Linked DNA regions of Zea mays: region 1 is linked to region 2. The links are chromatin contacts, called in public Hi-C maps. All regions are on one chromosome and are shown on one strand. The core of a region is the stretch at or near the end of the contact, and the rest is flanking DNA. Distances in the headings are between cores, read along the strand shown. Region 1 holds the start of LOC100278917 (protein SCAI homolog). Region 2 has its middle 28 kb from the start of LOC100272620.

What was found. Hi-C and Micro-C count contacts between places; a contact is called where the count stands out from the background.
Region 1: a contact with region 2 is called in a Hi-C map of tassel, with 3 times the contacts expected there. The contact joins the promoter of LOC100278917 here to the enhancer-like site in region 2. A contact is called at or near these places in 4 of 25 Hi-C or Micro-C datasets (bundle sheath, ear, leaf and 1 more).

The regions. Positions count from the first base shown.
Region 1 is chr7:134,807,921-134,813,759 of Zm-B73-REFERENCE-NAM-5.0, forward strand. It overlaps LOC100278917 (protein SCAI homolog), which reads left to right and starts at 4,569. Exons shown (of 9, transcript NM_001346998.1): 1 at 4,569-5,267. The coding sequence starts at 4,737.
Region 2 is chr7:134,690,973-134,696,924 of Zm-B73-REFERENCE-NAM-5.0, forward strand. It overlaps the pseudogene LOC103634181. Among protein-coding and RNA genes, the nearest start is that of LOC100272620, 28 kb to the right of the region's middle. Within about 2 kb of position 1,364, at least 19 of the 20 cell types and tissues checked have an H3K27ac peak or open chromatin away from gene starts, as enhancers often do. A contact at or near this core is called in bundle sheath, ear, leaf and 1 more, where this site is marked.

The DNA of each region.
Region 1 (5,839 bases), core at 3,319-5,818, 120 kb after region 2:
TCTGGCTCAGTAAATTTATCTCCAAACTTGAAGGTGTACTTCAGTCTCACAAGCCCACCTTCGTCGGTCTCTTTTATAGTTTCTTGAGGCATTTCCCATTTCTCCGCAAGCGGCCACACCCGGAAGGCAATATGTTCTTGTACTAAATCTCTTGTTCCAATAAAAGAGCAGATGACGCCGAAGGCCCTCTGGCATTCTTCGGCAGCTTCATTCATTTCCACCTTCGGCCTCCGAAGGCCGAAGCTTTGCCAAATAGGACGCATGATTATACCTTTGATGTCTTCTCGTGCTGATAGGTCATTCTTCACATAAAACCATTCTGTCATCCAATCCCCGGGCCATCTCTTCCGAAAGGTTGGTACGGGACAGCTTGCCCCGGACCGAGAGACGAAACTGTAGCAGCCAAAGTTATTGTGGTACTGTTCTTTGCCCCAAGGCTTTGTTTCATATAATAATTCATGTATATTGCAGAAGCTTCTTGCGTCAGGCTTCAGACCTTGGCTTCTCGTGGCCCACACGAAGATATTTAGCCTTATAATCGCCTCTGGAGTAAGTTGATGAAGATAGACTTCGAAGATTTTCAACACCTCCACGACGAAGCTGCTCAAGGGGAATCGCAATCCGGCTTTCAAAAAGCTTCGGTACACCACAACTTCATTTTCTTCAGGGTGTGGACAAGTCTTTTCCCCTTCGTCCGCCCTCACAATGGACAGATCCCGGAAATACCTTCCCCTCATATTGGCAAGATGGTTTTCTTTGATAGCTGATTTGCCGAAAACCGCATGACTTGGTCGCCAGGGGCGGTCTTCGGAGTCTTCACCGCCACTATCTACATCAAAACTGTCACTGTCACCAGTATCTTCAGACAAGCCTTCCAGAATTTCCTTGGTGATTTTTTCCGTGTTTGTCTTCGACATCGCTATAAGAAACCCCAGGTTTTTCTCCTCATCAAGAGACAGTTTCGCCTCAGTAACAGCTTCCTTGTCTCCAGACATCTTCGGAAACACTAAAAAACTATTTTCAATGCCGAAGCTTTAAAACTAAAGACTCAGGGAATCTTAGCGCGCAAGAGCTAAAAATTGAGTAAGCGGGAGTGGTTGGCCAGAAAGCGTGCAAAATGAGTTTGCGGTATGGCCATATTTATACGCTCGGTACGTTGAAAGTTGAAAGACCCCACTTGTCATTGAATGTTGCTATTCTAGCAAAGGGAAGGTGTTTTTTCGGACCTTCGGCGTAAAGCCTTCGTCCATATCGCAATCTAAATTTATTATTTCAAACAAATTAATATTGCGAGGGGCTACTGTTGGGGACCTTCGGCGTCCGAAGGTCCTCAAAAACAGGATTTAACAGTATTTCTGTAGTACAATGTGTGAACAGGTACCCTCAGACTAAAGTCGGCATTGCAGCAGATCGGAATAATACGAAGCTTGATACAGAGCCGAAGGTGTTGAGTAGGAAAGCTTCGGCGTAACAGCAAAGAGTGGAACCGACTTAAAGATGAAAAGGCTATTCAGACCTCGATAGACTACTATAGAGTTATTATCAAATGTAAAGGGCATGAATGTAATTTTGTAAGGGCTGTGTCCCATGTCTATAAATAGGTGAACAGTATCCCCGTACTGTTCACGCTGACTTGGCATTCGCTTTTTGCGTCACGCTTGTACTATCGTTTCCTTCCGATTGAAGGTACACTTATAGTTTAATAATATTTTTGTTTATGTTCAATAATAATAAATGATAAATGATTGTTCATGTGTTCTTTTACATTCTTTATATTTTATCCTTCGTCATTGTTTGATGAATTTATGAAGATATGTCTTTCATAGCCTTCGTCCGTAAGCCATTATATCCTAAGGGAAATAATGCTTCGGGGGACGAAGGGTGTTAACGATTAACATTTTCTATGTTGCCTTGTTCTTAACTCCTAGCACTTGAGAACAAGTCTCCAACACCAGCATACATGAAACATCAAGTCATTCAAGCATTTTAAGTTATTTGAGCGCATTAAGGCATTCGTTAAACCATTTGAGCCCACGAATGTCCATGTTAAGTTATTCATGTCCATTATGTTATTCGAGTATGTTAAGTCATTCATGACCATTAGGTCATTCATTTAATTATTCAAGCTCGACGAAACCCGACGGCTGCGAGTATGGGTGATGATTTTGACCCGCGGGTGTAACCCGCACCTGACCCGAAGTTTCACAGGTGTTAGTGCGGGTTTCTATTTTAACCCGCAGGTGACCTGCACCGGACCAAAAAATGGTCCATTCTTTGTTTTGCACAAAAATGATTAAGATGCCATAGTAATTATTTTTGAATAAGTAACTTGACTAATGGTTCATGAAATGTTGTGTTGCCTCTCAACGTGATAAGACTTAAAATCCATATATATAACTCAATTATTGTGCTACTTAATTGCTTATAGTTGAATTATTATTTAAAATTATATAATGAGTAAACCCCACGGGTGACCCGAAACCCGATGGGTTCGGTTGCGTGTTTGGAATTGCACCCGCTGGTGCGATCGCGGGCGGGTTTTGGCATAACCCCATCCATTGCCATCCCTAAACTCGATACGTGATTCTATCCTGGCTCGACTCGGGTGGTGAGGGGCATGGTGGCAGAGCAACAAGTGCGGGTGAGGTGGGCCAACGCGCGGAAAAGCCGGATTGGCTCGCGGGAGCGCGTGGGCAGAAGAGGCGGGCACGCGAGGGGAGGCTGGTTCAGTCAGGTTGGCATGCTGGGTTGGGACCGGGTAATAGATCACTGGTCCATCACCCTAGGTGACCTTCAGTAATTACCGGTAATGACCGAGCGACGTTCGTCGGAAATTACTTACCGTTCTTCGATAATACTAGTTGGGTAAAGCTTTACCTAGAGAGGCGGTGCCCTATATATGTATATGTGTGAGTGAGACAAACAAATTATTAGGCTGCCCTTGTGCATAGTTTAGCCCTAAAAATATGTTGACAAGTGAGCCAAGCATACCATTGACACACGAGGTGACGAGGCTATTGAATTTCTGTCGCAATTGAAGAGAATTTCGCGGTTAGAGGTCTTCCCTGGCCAGATAAACTTGTACTTCCATTTTTTCAATAAAAAAAAGAGCGCGAGGGCGTGGCTATCGCATGCTCCGTTCTGCTCTAATCGGCCACGATACATAATTCCATCTCAGGCCCGTAATCACGAGGAGGCACGCCGGAAAGCGCGCGCGGCCGCTGGTTTGTCTCCACGCGCATACAGCACTCAACTCCAACCACGTGGCAATATCTTTTCGCGGTGAAGGGGAGACGGCCGGAGGCTCCACTGCTCTCCAGCAATCCAGCACCCAGCAGAGCCGCCGCCGGTGTTGCTGTTGCGTCAGCTAGTTAATCCTGGCCGCGGCACAAAGACCCTGGGTCGCGGATGAATTTGTCAATGGACGCCCGGCCGCTCGGCAATGCGAGGGCCAACCTGTTCCAAGCAGGCATTCGGCATTCCCCCCTCGGCGCGGATCCGGGGACAGCTCATCAGTGCCACGGCCGTGGGTGTTTGTTTGAGATTATAATCTATCTAGATTATATAATCTAACAACTTTTGAACTAAGAGTTAGTTCAAAAATTGTTGGATTATATAATCTAGGTGGATTATAATCCCAAACAAACACCCCCTTCACGGGTGCTCTGCTCTGGCGGTGCGGAGTAGGTCGGTGCCGAATGATTGCGGCGATGCAAAAGCTCCAGCCAGCAGAATGATGGCCAGCGAAAGTTAGTGGCCTGCTTTGTTCTTTGTTTGATCGAGCAAGGCGCTCCCGTTTGTCTCTCTGGCATGGCTGGACGGCTGGTACCGCATATTCCATAGGCGGAACGGAAGGAGCAGTTGCGTTAGCTTCAGTTTTTTTTTTCTGTCGTTTTTTTTCCCACCTGGACGATCGACATCATGAGGAGAATAAAAAGAACGTGAACAACCTACGTCAACCTAAGCTACCATGGGAAGGAAGCTCGGAACATGACACGCTCCGGCGACGGCTGCGAACCGCGGGTGGCCAGCGGGGAGTGTAATCGGTAATCCTCCTCCTGGTCAAAAGAACATGTTATCGGCTGTTTAAGGATCATTTCAGTTTCAGGGATGTTCGGTCCAATCCTATGCCCCTGGAGTCAAACGCCTGATTAGAAACCCAAACACAGGAACCCTAACCTCACTGTCGGCATGTAATGACAAACAAACATAGATTTGACCGGTGTCATGCATCGTGCATGCTTATTCTCATCTGCGTTCGCCGGACGTATGAAAGCATAGATTATTCCTGATTGCATCGGGAGTCAATTCTGGAGTGAGGGCCAGCAATTTCCTTGGTTCCAACTTCCAAGTCCAAGTTCGGTTTAGGTTAAAGAGAAGCGATTGCGATTGTGCAGAGAAGAGACAGTGGGGTCTGGGGGAAGCCATTATTTAAACAAAGTCCAAATCATTGACTCATAAGAGCCCAATTAGGCGTTCCCAAAATCACAGCATTTTTATCGCAACAGCACACAGCTCATCCCCCGGCTGCTCGCTTTTTATCACTTCTCCCTTCTCGAAACACAGACGAACACCTTTCTTTTATTACTCTCCTGTCCCCCTCCCTCTCTCATCAACCATCACCTCCGTCCCGTCCGCCTCCCATTCGCTCAAACCGGAAGGAGGAGGAGGGCGAATTAAAGCCTCGCCTCCCGCCCCCGCCCCCGCCCCCGCCCCCCACCGCGTCGCCGGCGCCGATGGCCGACGGCGGGGCCGGCGCGTACCGGGAGTTCAAGGCGCTGGCGGAGGCGGCGGACCGCAAGTTCGCGCGCGCGCGGGACCTGCCGCTCTACGGCGGCGGGGACCACCACAGCCGGAAGGCGTTCAAGGCCTACACGCGGCTCTGGCGCCTGCAGCAGGAGCGCCGCCGGGAGCTCGTCGCCGCCGGCCTCCGCCGCTGGGAGATCGGCGAGGTGGCCTCCCGGATCGGCCAGCTCTACTACGCGCGCTACCTCCGCGCCGCCGAGCCGCGCTCGCTCGTCGGCGCCTACGTCTTCTACGAGGCCATATACAGCCGCGGCTACTTCGGCGCGGCCGCGGCAGCGGTGGGGACGGACGGCGGCGGCGGCGGCGTCAGCCGCCACCAGGCGCTCCTGATCCGGTACAAGGAGCTTCGGTTCATCGCGCGGTTCCTCGTCGTGGCCATGCTGATGCGGCGGGCCGAGGCGGTGGACCACCTCGCCGCACGCCTACGTGCGCTCGTCGAGGAGACCAAGGCTGCGTACCCCGTAAGAAGCTATCCTCTTGTTAATTGGGGAACCTGAGTGAAATTTACGAGACGTGTTTTTGGCTGCACATTTGGGGTCCTTTACCCTAAGGCCATGATTTACCTTAAACTTTAGCGGTGAAGAGCTTGCTTTTCTACTCACGTTCGCGTCACTAACAGTACTCTCGTTCAGTTGGAGGAACCTCCGCATTGGGTATTTTGAGTTCATCTGCTTCTAAGCCAGGGTTTTTTCTGTTCGCTTAATTGGCTTGTTCAATTTGAGTTGGCCGAATTTTCAGTTTCCTTTGTGTTCCGGTCGTCATGATTTTGCTTCCTTGTGCACACTGTAGTTGCAGTAAATAATAAGCGCAGCCTTTTATTGTGGGGATTAGCGGCAAACAGGGAGCATCTGGAGTCAGCAGGGTGCAGTTAGAAGTTTGTTTTCGTTTCTATCTTTCCTGCTAAATTAGAGGCAGCGGATGCTCTTTTTTTCTGCCGGTTCAGTTATTCCAAGGTGTCTCTGGTTGAAGCGAAATTGACTGTTGGCAACATAATGCCACCCGGTTCTTACATTGCTTAATTGAAGAAAATGAG
Region 2 (5,952 bases), core at 114-2,613:
TAGCTCGTTCAACCAGCGGAACCAGTATTTTTTATATTAGTTCATATTGTTAGTTAACGAGCCTATCAAGTCAAAGCTGTCGAGCTTAAATTTATATTAATCTCATATTGTACTATGTCTCGGTTGATTGTTAGACCTAGTCCTATAAAAGAACATTATCATGACAATCAATCTATTTTCTTTAAACTGGTAAGAAGATAACTATGGAGCCCTAGATAGACTAGTCCGTCGTTATTCCTCCCTCCTTCCTCCGGGACAGGTAGCTCGCGTCGTGGGGGCAGCGCAAGCACGCGGTCCCGGTCTTTGAATATGTCCGGGGATTTCAGCGGACGCATGTGGCGTCCAGTACGTGAGCAGGGTACTATGTTTCACTTTCAAGGGATGAGCAACTTTCAGTTTAACCAAGCCTTATTACCGAAGTAGACAGAAGTAAAACACAAGTTACCGAAGGCTGTTTCCACCACTCGAAAAGACTCCGTGGCACGCAGAGGAGGACAGAATTCTCAAATCAGTACGCGCTGCCTGCTGCCCTGTGCTGTGCTTCATCGGAGCAAGAGCATGTGCTGGGCTGGAATCTCGTCCCGTAACGATTCGGTTCCTCGTCATGTTCTGGGATTTTTGTTCATCCTTTTATTTTATTTATTTTTTTACCGCGACGCGAGATCACCTTTGGTCCCCCCTCCCCCGGTCCTCTCCTCCTGCTGGCTGCCATCTGCCAAGCCAAGGGCGCTGCCGCTACTGTGCCTGAACGCTGCCGCGCCACAGCGGCAGCCTCGCAGTGAGATCCCAGGCACCCATTCAATTCTGCAGTTCTCGCTGCCGCCCTTCCCTCTCTGTCTTCTCCGCACGGCGAACAGTGCGTTCTCGTCCGCTGAGGCCGAGGCTGTGCTGATCGAGTTTGGTCGCTTGTGTTAGTGTCCACTCCAAGTTGTTGAGTCGCGACCGTCCATTGGCCACCTGCTGACAAGCTAGCGGAGCGGCGGCATCCCGCGATCAAGACGATATCTGACGAACACATGAATCGAGGTTCGCCTGATCGATCGCTGGCCTGGCGCGACGACAACGACTACGACTACGCCGTGAACCTAAAAGATCTCGACACCGCCGGTGGAGCTTCACACAGGTAGGAAAAAGGGGCATGGAACTGCGTGAAAGTGAGCCTCACGCACCCAACCTCCACGGGAACATGATCGACGGCTCGACGCCGCCGCCGGCTAGAGTCTAGAGCAGCCGGCGCCCGACGCCCGAGGCGAGCGGCATGGCTGGGCGAGCGAAAAGGCAGGTAGGGGTAGGCGTAGCGGACTATGGGAGGGACAGGGGAGCGCGGTGGTGGGGCGCATGTGGCTTTCACCTCCTGGCCACACACACAGACGGCGACACCGAGCTGAGCAGAGCTGATGCCGTGGCCCGGGGACCATCGCTGCGGTGCTGCCTGCCGCGCCCGCGCTCCCGCGCGGTACCCGTCCTCCTGTGCCGTAGCCCCTGCCTGTTCAGACTGCGCGAGCCGGGATGCGCGCACGTCACCGGTTTGCGGCCGGCACAGACGCAAACCACCCGATTGGTTCGCTGCACGCGAGAGGCCAAAGCTTTGCACGAGCCTGGTCGGGGATACGGATGCTTTGGGTGTATAGGCAGATGTAAAGAGAGAAATTGTCTTAAAATGGATTGTTTTGTATTTACTCATGGTCTCATACAGCTCATATCTCCAGACAACACGTTCAGATAAAATTAACATATACGCTGAATCAGGATAAAATGGTATATACAACCAATCAGACAGACAGACAACCAATTAGACGGATAGCGAATTCGTCCCCTCCTCTCCTCCGGTCCAACCCCGGCCCCACTCCACCGTCGTCTTATTGTTGCAGAAGAAGGGCCTGTTTAGAAACAGATTACCGAGCTTTAAATATACCAAAACCCCCTTTATCTCAAAACATTACTCAAACGCTCTAAGGGAAACCCTAGTATAGCCCCTACTTGATTCACCATAGCAAGTATAGATAATTAGACCAGGGGCGAAGCCAGCCTCCATAATCGCTGGTGTCAACATCATTATACACAGGTGTCAAGAATCCTATAGGTAGTGTTTAAACGATATTTTACACTATACTTTTTGAAAATCATCAATGTCAACTGACGCTGGCGCTAAGCTGTAGCTTCGTCAAATACAGCGGAGCCTCTATTTAAGATGTCAAATTTGGAAGGTGACACAAATTCTCTCCCAAAACTATTGGGTGATGCTCAATCAACAAGATACCGAGTCGGGCTCTATCCACTAAACCTGATACTGCGTTCTCAATAAATACAGTATATCGATTTCTGCATACGCGTGCCACTATTTATTGAACATCAATCAAGAGGATATTGTGATATATCAAGTAGACCACTAGTAGTTTAGGACTAAAAGTTAAGAAGTCAAACTCTACTCTTTTTAATGCTTTCTCTGATGCAGATTGGGTAGAAGATATAGGTGGTAGAAAAATATGATCTCATCTCATGTAGTGCACATAAGCAAGACATTGTAAATTCGGAAACGAAAAAGATTATGTTCGTACGTACGTCCATGGTGCCGCCCGCGCCCACACGACGAACGTTGTTTTGCTTTGCTGCGCATCATCCGTACATGAAAAAATACCAAACGCCGTGCACGGGCAGCCGCGGAAGAGGAAGGCATGCCTAGGTTCATCGCTCATTCAGTGCAAGCGCAAGCACCGAAACACGTAGCAGCCTGGCAGTCTGCTGATACGTCCAGTGAGGTGTGCACGCAAGTTGCTTCCATTCCATTGGCGCAGAAGGAAGTCCAGTGATTCTCTGTGTGAAATGGTGAGCTCCCTTTTTGGCGGGCGGCCCTGGCAGCGAGTCCCATCACACTACGGCTGACACCACCATTGTTTGTTCAGGAATCACACGCCACGCCAGGGCCCCCCGACCGATCCTTTGTCCGTCTCCGTCAGAAGCAGCCGTGTGAGAAGGACCCGAGCCCGAGGCCCGAGGGGCCGGACATCAACTTGCTGCTGGCTGCCGCTGCGGCGCGGTACGGCGCCGAGCCGCCGATGATGCCGTGAGCGGCCGATCGACGGAAATGATGGCAGAACGCCATATACCGTGGTGATACACAGATACCGATGTCGATACTCTGCTCATCACTCGGTCGTTCGTCACCAATGAAGACTTTGCGTGCGTACAGAGGTATATATATACACTGTTAAGTTGTATTGTATCCCTGCCGTGCCACCCACACACACAGACTGACTTTTATCTGCAAGTACTAGATCGTGCAACTTCTGTCAAACCTCAGGTGTGCATCCAGTTGGTGAGACGTACCTTTCGTCTTCCCGGTTTCGTCCACCCGGTCTTGAAGCACTTGAACAAGCTTTACCACATGAGTTACGCTTACGCAGAGGAGAGGAGACACAGAACCGAGAGAGCCCGCCGCTGCCAAATTCCAGGGGCGGGTAGCACACTAGTTCGTAGTTCCTCGCTAATAAAAAGAAGGGCACAGCGACCCAAAACCGCCACACTGGACGGCCACTAGCACTACGGTCTCCTCGTCACCCTTTGTTTCTTCTCCCGGGCACGGTGGTTCATGACCACACGCTCGCTTTACACGTTGCTAAGCTAAGCTAAGCGCCTAAGCTAAGAGAAAACATTACCAACGCGCAAAAAAAGGGGCAACAGTTCGCAACGGCACGGGGCGAGGCCAGGCCGATGGAGCGTCCAAGGAATCCCAGCTTTCGCGACACGTCGTTTTCGGGGAGGACGAATTGTATAAGCCCCTCCCTGACGATCTTATTTTAAAAAAGAACCGGGGACATTTTTGCGTCAAAAGGATTCGCCGGGGATTTGGCGGAGGTTAGAATATGCAGCCGGGCGTTACTACTAAACAAAGAGAAAGGCGAGGCGTACCAAAAAGCCGCGATCACCTTTCTCCACCGGCGGGCGATCGACGACGACGACGACGACGACACGACGATTGAAAAAAAAAAACGATTCGGGTCGCTGTTCTGCGGAGATGGGGCGCAGGATCTTCCGTGATTGCGTTCTGCGCTGGAAAAAAAAACAAATCCCAGCCAGGGTCGAAGGATGCTGGTTTTCTTGGCCATCGAACTTGAGCACAAGTGCAACGCCGAACATGAGGATGCCCAGCCAGATGTGGAGGACTCGACGAGGAGTGATCCAAGTGCGAAAATCGAGCTTTCTACTCCCTCCCTATTCTACTTGTACCACGGTACCGGTCCAGCACTCCACCCCGCCCGTCCTCCGTGTCCGTTTCCCAGAACGGTGCCCCGCCGCATGGTTTGGGCTTCTACCGACCTGCCTTTTGATCCTCCGACCAATGGAAGGGACCCGAGCTTTTTACATTTCACTAATCCCTCACCACTCGGCCCTCGCCGGGTCGTACCAGATTCAGAGAGGGTTAAGATCAGATCATGAATCGTTACTTTGATATGGTCTGGACCTGAACCGTGTATAGTATCGGATTGGGTTGGCATATGCTTTTCTCTTGGACACGTTGGATCATAGTTTTTTTTGGGGTTGGTCCTTTTTTTTGTTGCTTTGGATCAGTTTTTTTTTATTATGTCCGGTTTTGGTAAAAAAAAAACAATAGCCCATATAGAGATGACAATGGGTAAATACCCACCGGGTATTACTACCCTATACACATACCCACGACACAAAAATAACATCATCGGGTCACCCATATACACTGTCGGGTATGGATTTACCCCCATACCCATGTGGGCATGGGTCACCCACCCGTACCCACAAAAGCTAAACATCCATTCAACACACTAAAGATAATTGGATAAAGTAGTAACACTAAGATAATACTACATAGCACATTACATATTCCATTACATGGTTATTAAATTGTCGTTAAGCCTTCTATAATATTATGGCCTAAAAGGTTGTTAAATAGTAAAAAAGATGAATGACTAAAGTCAAAGTTCATGCTTGGGCTAAGTTTATATTGGGTATTTTATACCCACGGGTTAATGGGTATGGGTGAAGACAGAACGTTCTAATACCCGTTTACCTATTGGGTGAAGATTTGTACCCAATAACATACCCATGGGTAGAATATTTAGCCCACATACATACCCTAATGGAGTAAATACCCATCGGGTATCGGGTCGAGGGTACCCATTGCCATCTCTAAGCCCATATCTGGCCCGTAAATTGTTACGTGACAAAAACTATGACTCGTGCCTGCTCGTAGCATTGAACAGATCAGGTCAAGTTTTTTTGACAGGCCAGGTCTGATGGCCCATGATTAAAACTAGACATGGTGCCCTTTCACGCGCCCCGTGACATGCTTGTATCTATCATATATCATGCTATATAAGTATACATCTGCATGTTGTTTACGCTCTATGTATTATGAGTACATACCAATTAATATAATTCTAGTAAGATTTGGTGGGTGGTTTCAAAAGTACTTAACAAAAACTAAAAATATGTTTCTGGTTTATGAATGTAAGAAAAATAAACCAAATCTTATTTGATGATTAAGTTTTGTTGTTTGATGATTAACATAACTATTTCAACTAACATTATTTGCCAATGCTTATGGATATAATTCAAGAACTACACAAGAAGACTCACATATCTACATTCACCAGAGTGAAGAAAGTGTTTACTATGCGTCACACTCCTCATCTCATAAGATGCAAGATAAAACCAAGAAGGACACAACGATCATAAAGAAACAAAGTAAATAAAGGGTTTATTAGCCATCATGCATCTAGAGGGGGTGTCAAATCATATAGTCAGAGGCATCTAACCAACAGCAAATAGAAGCATCAGACCCAAAGCAGCTAGAGTATTGGACTATTTGGTTGCACTGTTCATCTTGCAATAGCGTTGGACTATAACTATTCATAGACATCAGACCAATCCATATAGCGCCGATGAGGTGCCATACGGTACAAGAGTACCCAATGATCA